2 separate regions of the Culex quinquefasciatus genome follow, and region 1 is linked to region 2. The links are chromatin contacts, called in public Hi-C maps. All regions are on one chromosome and are shown on one strand. The core of a region is the stretch at or near the end of the contact, and the rest is flanking DNA. Distances in the headings are between cores, read along the strand shown. Region 1 holds the start of LOC6041369 (calcium-activated chloride channel regulator 2). Region 2 holds the start of LOC6041357 (calcium-activated chloride channel regulator 1).

What was found. A called contact is a pair of places that touch in the nucleus more often than the background predicts.
Region 1: a contact with region 2 is called in a Hi-C map of whole body, with 4 times the contacts expected there. The contact joins the promoter of LOC6041369 here to the promoter of LOC6041357 in region 2. A contact is called at or near these places in 2 of 2 Hi-C or Micro-C datasets (both in whole body).

The regions. Positions count from the first base shown.
Region 1 is chr1:45,934,729-45,939,663 of VPISU_Cqui_1.0_pri_paternal, forward strand. LOC6041369 (calcium-activated chloride channel regulator 2) reads right to left here and starts at 1,657. Exons shown (of 3, transcript XM_038266900.1): 1 at 684-1,657. The coding sequence starts at 869.
Region 2 is chr1:45,575,096-45,579,436 of VPISU_Cqui_1.0_pri_paternal, forward strand. It overlaps LOC6041357 (calcium-activated chloride channel regulator 1), which reads right to left and starts at 2,188. Exons shown (of 3, transcript XM_001850579.2): 1 at 882-2,188. The coding sequence starts at 1,076.

The sequences.
Region 1 (4,935 bases), core at 407-2,906, 360 kb after region 2:
CGTGTGCACTTTCAAAAAACCAAACATTTCCAGTACTTTGTTCTAGAAATCTGGAGAAAATCCAGTTTTTTCGTGGAAATATAACAATATAGTCTTATGTATGGGACAAACTTGGCTAGCATTTTTCTCAGCTTGCTGTTTTTGCATATGGGACATTTATGTAAACATGCGCAGAGTAGCGTTCTGACGATATCACAAGCAACATAACGTTCAAACTGAAACTGATGCTTCACTGCAAAAAATAAAACAAATTCAAGCATCCAAAAATACACCACCCCTACACTGCAAATCCCAGCAAATTGACAACCGCTGCGCTGTGATGCCCAAAACCTGCCAAATTAATCAATCTCCCATCAGAAACAATTACCCATCTCAAACATCGAAAATCCCCACGCTGACAGTGCTGCTGTCCGCCATGTCAACCCAAAACAAAAAGAGCTCATTGTGCTTTTTCCGACAATATGTCCCACCACCACAGTGCGCTATCTGCGCTGTGCAAGCGCTCTCAATTAGCATTAAAAAAGCGTGGAAATCAAAGTGACTTTCCCCCTGCAACCGCGCAACCCCCGGAAGCTTCGCAATGTTATGCACGCTGTCGTGCTCATCACATAAGACCGAGAGCCTCAGCATAACTCACTCATTGCCATGCGGTATCTGTGTGTTATGAAAGAGCTCGTACATACCTCCACATTGTGCAGAATCGTTTGGCAGTTCTCCACCGGCACGTTATCCCTTATCTCGATGACGACATTTTTGTACGCGGATTTTTCCACATAAACTGAGCTGGCCGAGGCCAGACTGGCGGCGGAAGCCTCCGGCCGGCTGTTGTAGGCCACCAGCAGCAGGGCCACAAACGTAGGAAGTAGCATTTTGCCGAATGCTAATCGCGTAGCTTTTATGCTCACTTTTATGCTAACACAAGTGGTTCCGTTCGAATGTCAACGTTTTTGTTTTCAATTTTCCCGAAAATATAAAAAAAAAAATCCAAGCACTATCACACGTGTGTTACTGAATCCCACGGTTTTCTGTGTTCAATTCCGAGCGAAAATCCACCGGCTTACGAGCTTCACTGCTGCAGGTACTATCGCGTAGACACTCATCATCCCGACGACCGCAGTGGAGCGCCTCTGGTTCGAGGAGTTGTTGATGTTCTTGCCACCCTCCCCCTTGCTCTCACTCGGGTTGAAAACAATCCCCCGCGCACACAAACAGCCCACTCGACGAGGGATCTCCGGTGTTATTTTTAGGCTTCTCACTTGTGCCACAGCTGTGCCAGGCCAGGTCTCGTGGTCTACCGCTGACCCAAAACCCAAAATCAAATAATACACCCCAAAAGCCGAACCACACCGACCGCGGTAAGGTACACTCGAACAATTCCTGTGAACGAGTTGCGTACGCAACGTATCGTATCTGTTCAAATTCCTCCCAGCACACACAAAAATGTGTTACACTTCAAGAAGCTGGAGCAGCAGCTGGAGATTCTACTGCAGCGGCAGCACGTGAAAAGCACCACGCGACCACAAATTCTGCGCCACGCCACACTTGTCTTCTCCTCCCGCAGAGAAAGATCTTCTCTCACTAATCTAACTGCCCACCGCGGTAACGTGGTGTCGAACAGAGTATCGAGGGAACGTCCAAACGCAACGAACGTCAACTGCGGACTAAACCGAGCCAGCATAAGCATCTTCTTCCTTCACCCGCGACGCTTGTGGGTTATGCAAGGTTTACGGATCGGGTGTGGAAAGCAGAACATGGGAAAAACGGTTCATCGCCGAAGTTCACCCGAAGTTGCTGCGATGCCGGCCGATGAATCGGTTTGTTTTGATTATGCTTTCGAAGCAGTGAAGGTCGCCGTCACATGCGGTGTGTGTGTAGGATGAAGGGATGACTAACAACGGCGTGGTAGGATTCACTGGGCTTGGAATGACCTCCGGTATGTTGCACATTGGGTGTAGCTAAGGACAATCGTATGTAGCGTTCGGGATGAAGTTATGCTGCGCGACATGGAACAGGGGGAATGAAGTTATGCTAAGCAGGCAACATGAATTCTAACTGGAATTGTATGTTCTTCAAACAATACAATGAATGCAATGGGATTTCATAATCTCACTTCTATATCTCTCATAATCATAAACTTACTTCTATATAATGTCAAAACAATTCATACAAGAATGATTTACACCTCTCGAAAAACAGAAATAACCTAAATATTCTTGAGCAGTTCTTAACGAAATAGATCGATTTCTTGATTTTTTTCTTCATATTTTGTAGGGATCGTCCCTGTGACCAACATGAAATTTTGTGTCTTTGGCTTACCCAAACAAGGATTCGTACAAAAATGGAACGTAATGATTTGAAATGCAACGTAAAAACAGTCCAAACTCAATTATCCACAGCCTCGATTATCCGAAATTTAGATTATCCAAAGTTCAACTATCTGATGGTATAAATGGAACTTCGGATAATCGGATCATGAACACACCATTTTTTCGATTTTTTTATTTTCTTATTTTTAACATCAAATTCGAGTAATGCGACCCTAATTTTGTCAAATTTAAATGGTTGATTGGCGTTTCATTGCAAGATGCATTTTTTCAATATTTCATCATCGCCATCTTGGATAAAAATTTCTAAATCACTTTAGAGTATTTTAATGCAAACTTATACTCGACAAACGAAAATAAGACAAAACAAAGTTTTTTTTATGTTTCGATCATTTATCCGAAGTGAGATTTTGCCAAGGCTATTGAATAATTCAGTCTGGACTGTATTCGAAAATCTGTATCACTTGGCAAAACAAATCTGATCGATTTCATGTTTTCGGCAAAGTTTTTGGTATTTCGTCCCAAAACCTGTGTGTTTTTTTATTTTAAATGTTATAACCCTTTCGAGCCTGAATTTTCAAAAAAAAAATTTTTAGTTAGTGATGTGAAATGATACGAAAATTATAGGCTACTTTTGGAAATTTCAATTTTTGAGCCATATATGGTCAATTAAGCCTGAAAGAGCTAATTAACAAAAACCCACAAATTTTTAGCTGTAAACAAAACGTTTGTAAATTCAGCTGTTATGCATAACGCCGATTAATGTTAAGAAAATGTTTTTTACTGAACCCTTTTCTGACTATCGTTTTAATGTAGAAACAAATTTGCAATCGAAAAGAAGTTTTGATAAAGTGCTTTTATACTAACCTCGGCAACCACAGGAAAATTTCATCGACAAATTTCCAGGAAATTTTCTGAACTCCTCGAAAAAAAAAATCAGAGGTGGAAATACTATTTTAAATATCGAATCACTCAAATTGTTTAGATAAAATCAGACTTTTTGTAGCTATGTCTTGAAAATTAAGCATTTTATAATAATTTCTGTAATGTAATGCAATCGAAAAGGCAAATTTGCTTTAACTTAAGAAACTGACGTTAAAAAAATACAGAGAGATTTACATCCATTCAAAAAAATAATGAGCAATTCCAGCTCAAATCAGGAATTTTTCCAATACTTTTGTACCCGACCCTCTCCGATTTCAATGAAACTTTGTAGACATGTTATCCTAGGCCTATATAAGCCATTTTTGTGTATATGGAGCCAATAGTACTCGAAAATAATATTTGAGAAGAGCGTAACTTCCCAAAGTTTGAGAACGATTAGTTTTGACATTACGCAAAGCAATTCAAATTTCATACAGTTTTTTTCATTATAAGAGCAATTCCAGCTCAAATCAGGATTTTTTCTGGTATTTTTGTACCCGACCCTCTCCGATTTCAGTGAAACTTTGCAGACATGTTATCCTAGGCCTATATAAGCAATTTTTGTGTATATGAAGCCAATAGTACTCGAAAATAACATTTAAGAAGGGCGTAAGGTATTTAAATATTTTGGTATTTTGCAATTTAAAATTACTGTATCTCGAAGCCGTTGCATCGTATCAAAAAGTGGTTAAAATAAAAATACACGCCACCCCTATTATTAATTGCTCGATAAGCATAAGCGATTTATTAAATTGCTGCAACCTTGAAAAGAATCAATTTACGAAAAAGGCTGTGATGCAAATATTTGATAATGTTGCTCGAAAAGACAAACAGATGTGTCTGTATATTGGAAGGTAAGGTGACAATATAAAAATCTACATCAGGGATACCCCCTTATGCGATTCCTTAGGCAAAAATAAGAAACTGTGATAATTTTGAGTGAAATCGGTTAAAGGTTAAGGTTCGATTTTTATGATAATAAAAATAAATTCATACAAAAACGTCCTCATTAAATCGTTAATAACTCATCAGGGTCAACTCAGATCGTTTTGCAATCTTGGACAAAGTTGTTTGTCATAAAATTTCACATAAGATTCTCACACTTGACATTGTCGGAAACATTTGACGTCACCTATTGGTGGAATTTTGAAATTTTTGCTTTTCCCCATATGTTTTTTTCTTCGATTTTTTCATACGATTTCCCTTAACTCTTAACCGATTTGGCTAAAAATTGACAAAGTTACTTATATTAACCCAAAGAATCGAGCCAGGGGGCATCTCTTATTTTCCAAATTTTATTTTTTTTCTTGTCAGCCTATTGGACAGTTATTGATTTCAATTGGAGCACATTTCTAGATTTTTTAATAGGTCCTATAAGCATATGAAACCAAATAGCTCATGTTTCTCATAGGATCTTTTCAAATAAAACTCTAGATTTCTACTTTCGATGATATCTCCTTTTGCATAACGAATCATTTTGTCAACTTAAGTATTTACAACACTTCAGGCAGCACAAATATCAAATAAATTTTCCTGTTTGGAAGCTCCTGCTGCACTGCAAACAATTTTCACAGCGCACACACTTACACACACACACAATCCCCAGTCGATCGAAAATCTTTGAACCATCATAATCGATCAGTGCGGAGCAGCAGTGGCAACAAGAATGCACTATTTGTACGCTCGC
Region 2 (4,341 bases), core at 938-3,437:
AATATTGATACACCTAATTTTCTGAAAGACAACAATTTAAATCGGTTGTAACTTCTTTTAAATTGGGGCATGCTTTGACTTTCTTATATCATGTATTTATTTTTTGAATTAGGATTTCTTTAACTTTAGAAAACCTTAATACAATTACAGTCCAGACTCGATTATCCGACGTAAAAAAATCACTTCGAATAATCGTATCAGCACTTAACAAAATTTTATCTTATTTTTGATTGTTGAGCAAAAGAATGACTTCTTAACTACTGTAATGTGATTTAGAATTTTGATTATTTTTTGTTTAATGGTACCAAATATAAAAAAAATTAATCAAAATGTTAATGAAGGATGCTGTTTTGTAAATGAGATGGTAGATTTTATTTCCAAAAATAACAAATAAAAAAAAATACGCAAATGACTTTTAGACATCTTTGATTTTAAAAGAATAGCCATATTATAAAAATACTGCTATTAGAATAATCTATGGAACAATCTGTGCCAAGAATATCATATTAAACTACTGTATAATTTGCATTCGTTTGCTTTACATCCAAATCCAGCGTTGAAATTACCATATTAATCATTGCATAAACATGATTTATACTGGAAATCCCTTTTAATTGCACCGTGGCCCCAAAAGATTTTGTCCAAACCAAGTCCAAACAATAAAGTCGATAGCCAAACAGCACCAAGTACGACCAGTATTCGGAAAGAATAGAGTTTTCGTGCCAACGCAACATGAACGAGCGCTCGACATCTGAGGAATTTTCGAGCATTTTCGTTTCACACTGGGATTATCGCCAAAGGTTTGATTTATTTCAACCCAAAGCCCTCCCTCACTATGGTTTCAAAGAAGAAAAACCTAGGCTTCGCTCGTTCTTACTAACCTCCAGATTGTGCAAGATCGATTGGCAGTTCTCCACGGGCACATTGTCCCGTATTTCGATGACTACGTTCCGGTAGGCCGACTTGTCGATGTACACCGACGAGGACGAGGACGATCCTGGCATCAGGCCTAGAACTGTCACTAACAGCAGCAGCCAGCAGCTGAGTGCTGGCAAGATGTGGCCCCTTCGAGTCATGTTCTTCCCGGTGGATTCTGTTACACTCACGAATTTCGTGTCACTCTACACGTCGCACGCTAAAACTACATACAATGCACTACTTTCGTGTCAGATTCTTTTCGGTTTCATCAAAGCAAACGCTGTGTCGTTGTAACAGACTGTGGGCAAAATCGATAATCCTCCGACAAAGTTGGCCAGGTTTTGTTTGAAGAAAGTCACCATGGAAACCTGACGAAACCTCACCACGGAACGAACGGGGTCCGTTTTTGCGTTGAATCCATCGAGGGTTTGTTTTGATTTGTTATTCTTCGCTCTTCGGTGTGCTACAAACAACACTTGGATGGTGGAAATCACAACAACACGCTGTTGTAGAGTTGGGCACTATTCGGTGGCCGACCGTGCTTAATCGGCGTAATAATCCGCCAAAAATTGATGATTTTACACATTCGGCGCTGGTTTGTAGTGAATTTCGCGCACACGCGCCACTTTTAGGGCCCGCTACGAACCGCGTACTTCACGCTCCAGTGGGCGCTTCCGGGCCAGAATAATTGGATCTATATTCATGTACCGTACCCGCGGGCTTTAACGTGGCTTGACACTTTCGTTTCACTCTACTTTGCGCCGTATTCGCGACGTTTTTTTTAACCGGTGTTTCACCTGTGGCCAGGTGGAACCACGCTGGATGTTTATGTTTTTACTTTGCTTATCAGTTATTACCACTATAGGTACGTTCCGGTTTTTCCCCAGTGTTATCACAAGTAATTTCCTCAGTAACTTCAGCGAAGCAACGAACCTCTCCGCACTTCACTCATCTGTCAGAGCCGAACTAAAGCTCCCCATTTAGAACCGTTTCACACCAGTGATGCCCCCACGGATCCACTCCCCGGTGGACCACAAACCCGGTTCTATTCTTCCTCGTAACGGTCTGGTGGACACACAACGCACACTGTTCCACCCAAACAATTCTTCTCCGATTTTACAATGCTGCTGCTGGCCTTTTTTTTTTGTTTTGCCGGCGAATTCGTTACGTGCACGCGCGGCGGAATGAATCGCGCGAAACAAACGAGCGCAAAATCCCCAGCGAAACGCGCAATACACGTGCACTTGCGACGGACGTCAACAGCGAACTAAACGCGCGCCGAACGAAGCAGCCCGCAGTAGGCGAGTAGTAAAAAACATTTAACCCACCCTTCGCGGATCCACCCGCTTCACCCGTCAAATGTTCATTCATTCACTGAAGAAGAACAGAGGCTTTAGGAAACGTGCGCACGATCGCGAATGAACTTGTGGGTGAAAACGAAGAACCGGCGAAGAACGACGCGTTTGTGCAACATTGGAACATGAATGAACGGCGCATGGAGCGGGTTCATGCGGTGTTCGGGTTTGCTTCGGGTAAACGCGGTAAATCTATGAAAAGTTCACTGTATGGTTCATGAGTAAAATGAAATGATGAACATGTAGCAAGGTAATGTTGCACTGCGGTAAGATGTTGCATTGTGATGAATCGACTGTAGCTTCTTGTTGGACCATTGAAATGAATTTGATCGTGACAAAACGAAGAAGACAACTTCAGCTAGGAATGCCACCGAATCTGCTGACCCATCAAATTGACGCCGAGCTTCTCAATGACTATGAGTTTTGCGTGACTTGCATCGGACGTGATCAAACTGTGCAATTCGGTGACAATCGCTATATCGCTCTTAATTCGACTCTACACAACAGGTTAAATCGTTTAACTCGTCGCGTCTTTACGATGGGAATGAGAATACCAGCTACCAACTACATCTGTTCAATGGAATCAATGGCGCATTAACTGAGATAGTTTATTTTATCGCGCAAAAGTTCGTTTTTACCAAAATCAGATCTTTATTGCGAGTTAGAACGAACGCGATTGGAATAGATTAAGCGCGATGGTTTTTAACGGGGGTGAGATGTTTTGGGAAAGAAAGACGCGCGTTTTCACACGAGAGATGTAAATGGGATTTTGAATATCATACTTAGCGAGAAATCACTGATGCCTTTTCAATGCTGAGCAATTCTTCTTTTTTTTTAATTTGCTGATACACTGTGGAATGCTCCCTTAAAACCGAATTATTGGTCCGTAAAACTCTCCATTAGGGTGACAATCAAAAAATCGACATCTGGGATACCCTTTGACTCGATTCCTTGGGCAAAATAAGTATCTGTCCAATTTTGAGCCAAATCAGTAGAGGGTTAAGGGTCGCTTTCTATCGTTGAAGTTTATATGGGAGCAATTCTCTACCAAAACCGGAAATGGATTTTATTTGTATTTTTTGATTTGGCTCAAACTTTGTGGGGGCCTTCCCTATGACCAAATAAACTATTTTGTATGATTGGTTCATCCATACAATACAGTTTTGGCTGCTGTCCATACAAAAATGGTATGTAAATATTCAAACAGCTGTAACTTTTGAGTGAATTTTCTGATCAATTCGGTGTCTTGGGCAAAGTTGTGGGTATGGTTGAGGACTTTTGAGAAAAAAATAGGTACACGAAAAAAAAATTGCAGATGTTTTTATCAACTTTTTTTTCACTAAAACTCAATTTCCCAAAATGCGTATTTTTTGATTTTCGAGATTTTTTTATATGTTTTAGGGGACAACAATCCACAACTTTTGAGCCATAGAGAAACATGGTCAAAAAATCTGCCGCCTAGTTATGAATTTTTAAAAAAATAGTTATTTTTGTAAAAAATCGAAGTTTCATGCAAAAACAAGTTTGACATTCGGGTTGTGGCGCTATAACCACGGCAAATAGTGTCCAGGGCATTCGTGGAAATACAATGTCCCATCCCAGAGGGTCCCGGAGTACCAAACCTTCTTAGCATGGTGCTCCCAACGAATACAACCAAATCTCGGAGCGTATGGTGGTGTGTCCCCACGCTTCTTCCTCCCTGTCGATTCAGAATTGTGTTGTTGTTCGAACACTCAGTGCTCAAACTCAACCCAATTACGAGTCATCTCTGCGATACGGCTTTACGCAGTAGGCCTGGCCGCTTTAACGCTTGTGATGTCTCAATGCATTTCAATGCAATGGCGCACTGCAAATGTTAATAAATGACAAGAAGAGTGCTAGGCGTCATCTAACCTAAGGCACTCTCCAGGATCCCTTCGAAAGATTGGCTGCGCTAGGGTCTGATTAGATTAGATTAGATTAGATTAAAAAAATAGTGACCATAAGTGACCATTTCTGAAAATATTTTTTTAGAAGTTTAGAAAATTTGCTATAAAATTGTCTAAGAGACATTGAAGATTGGACCTCG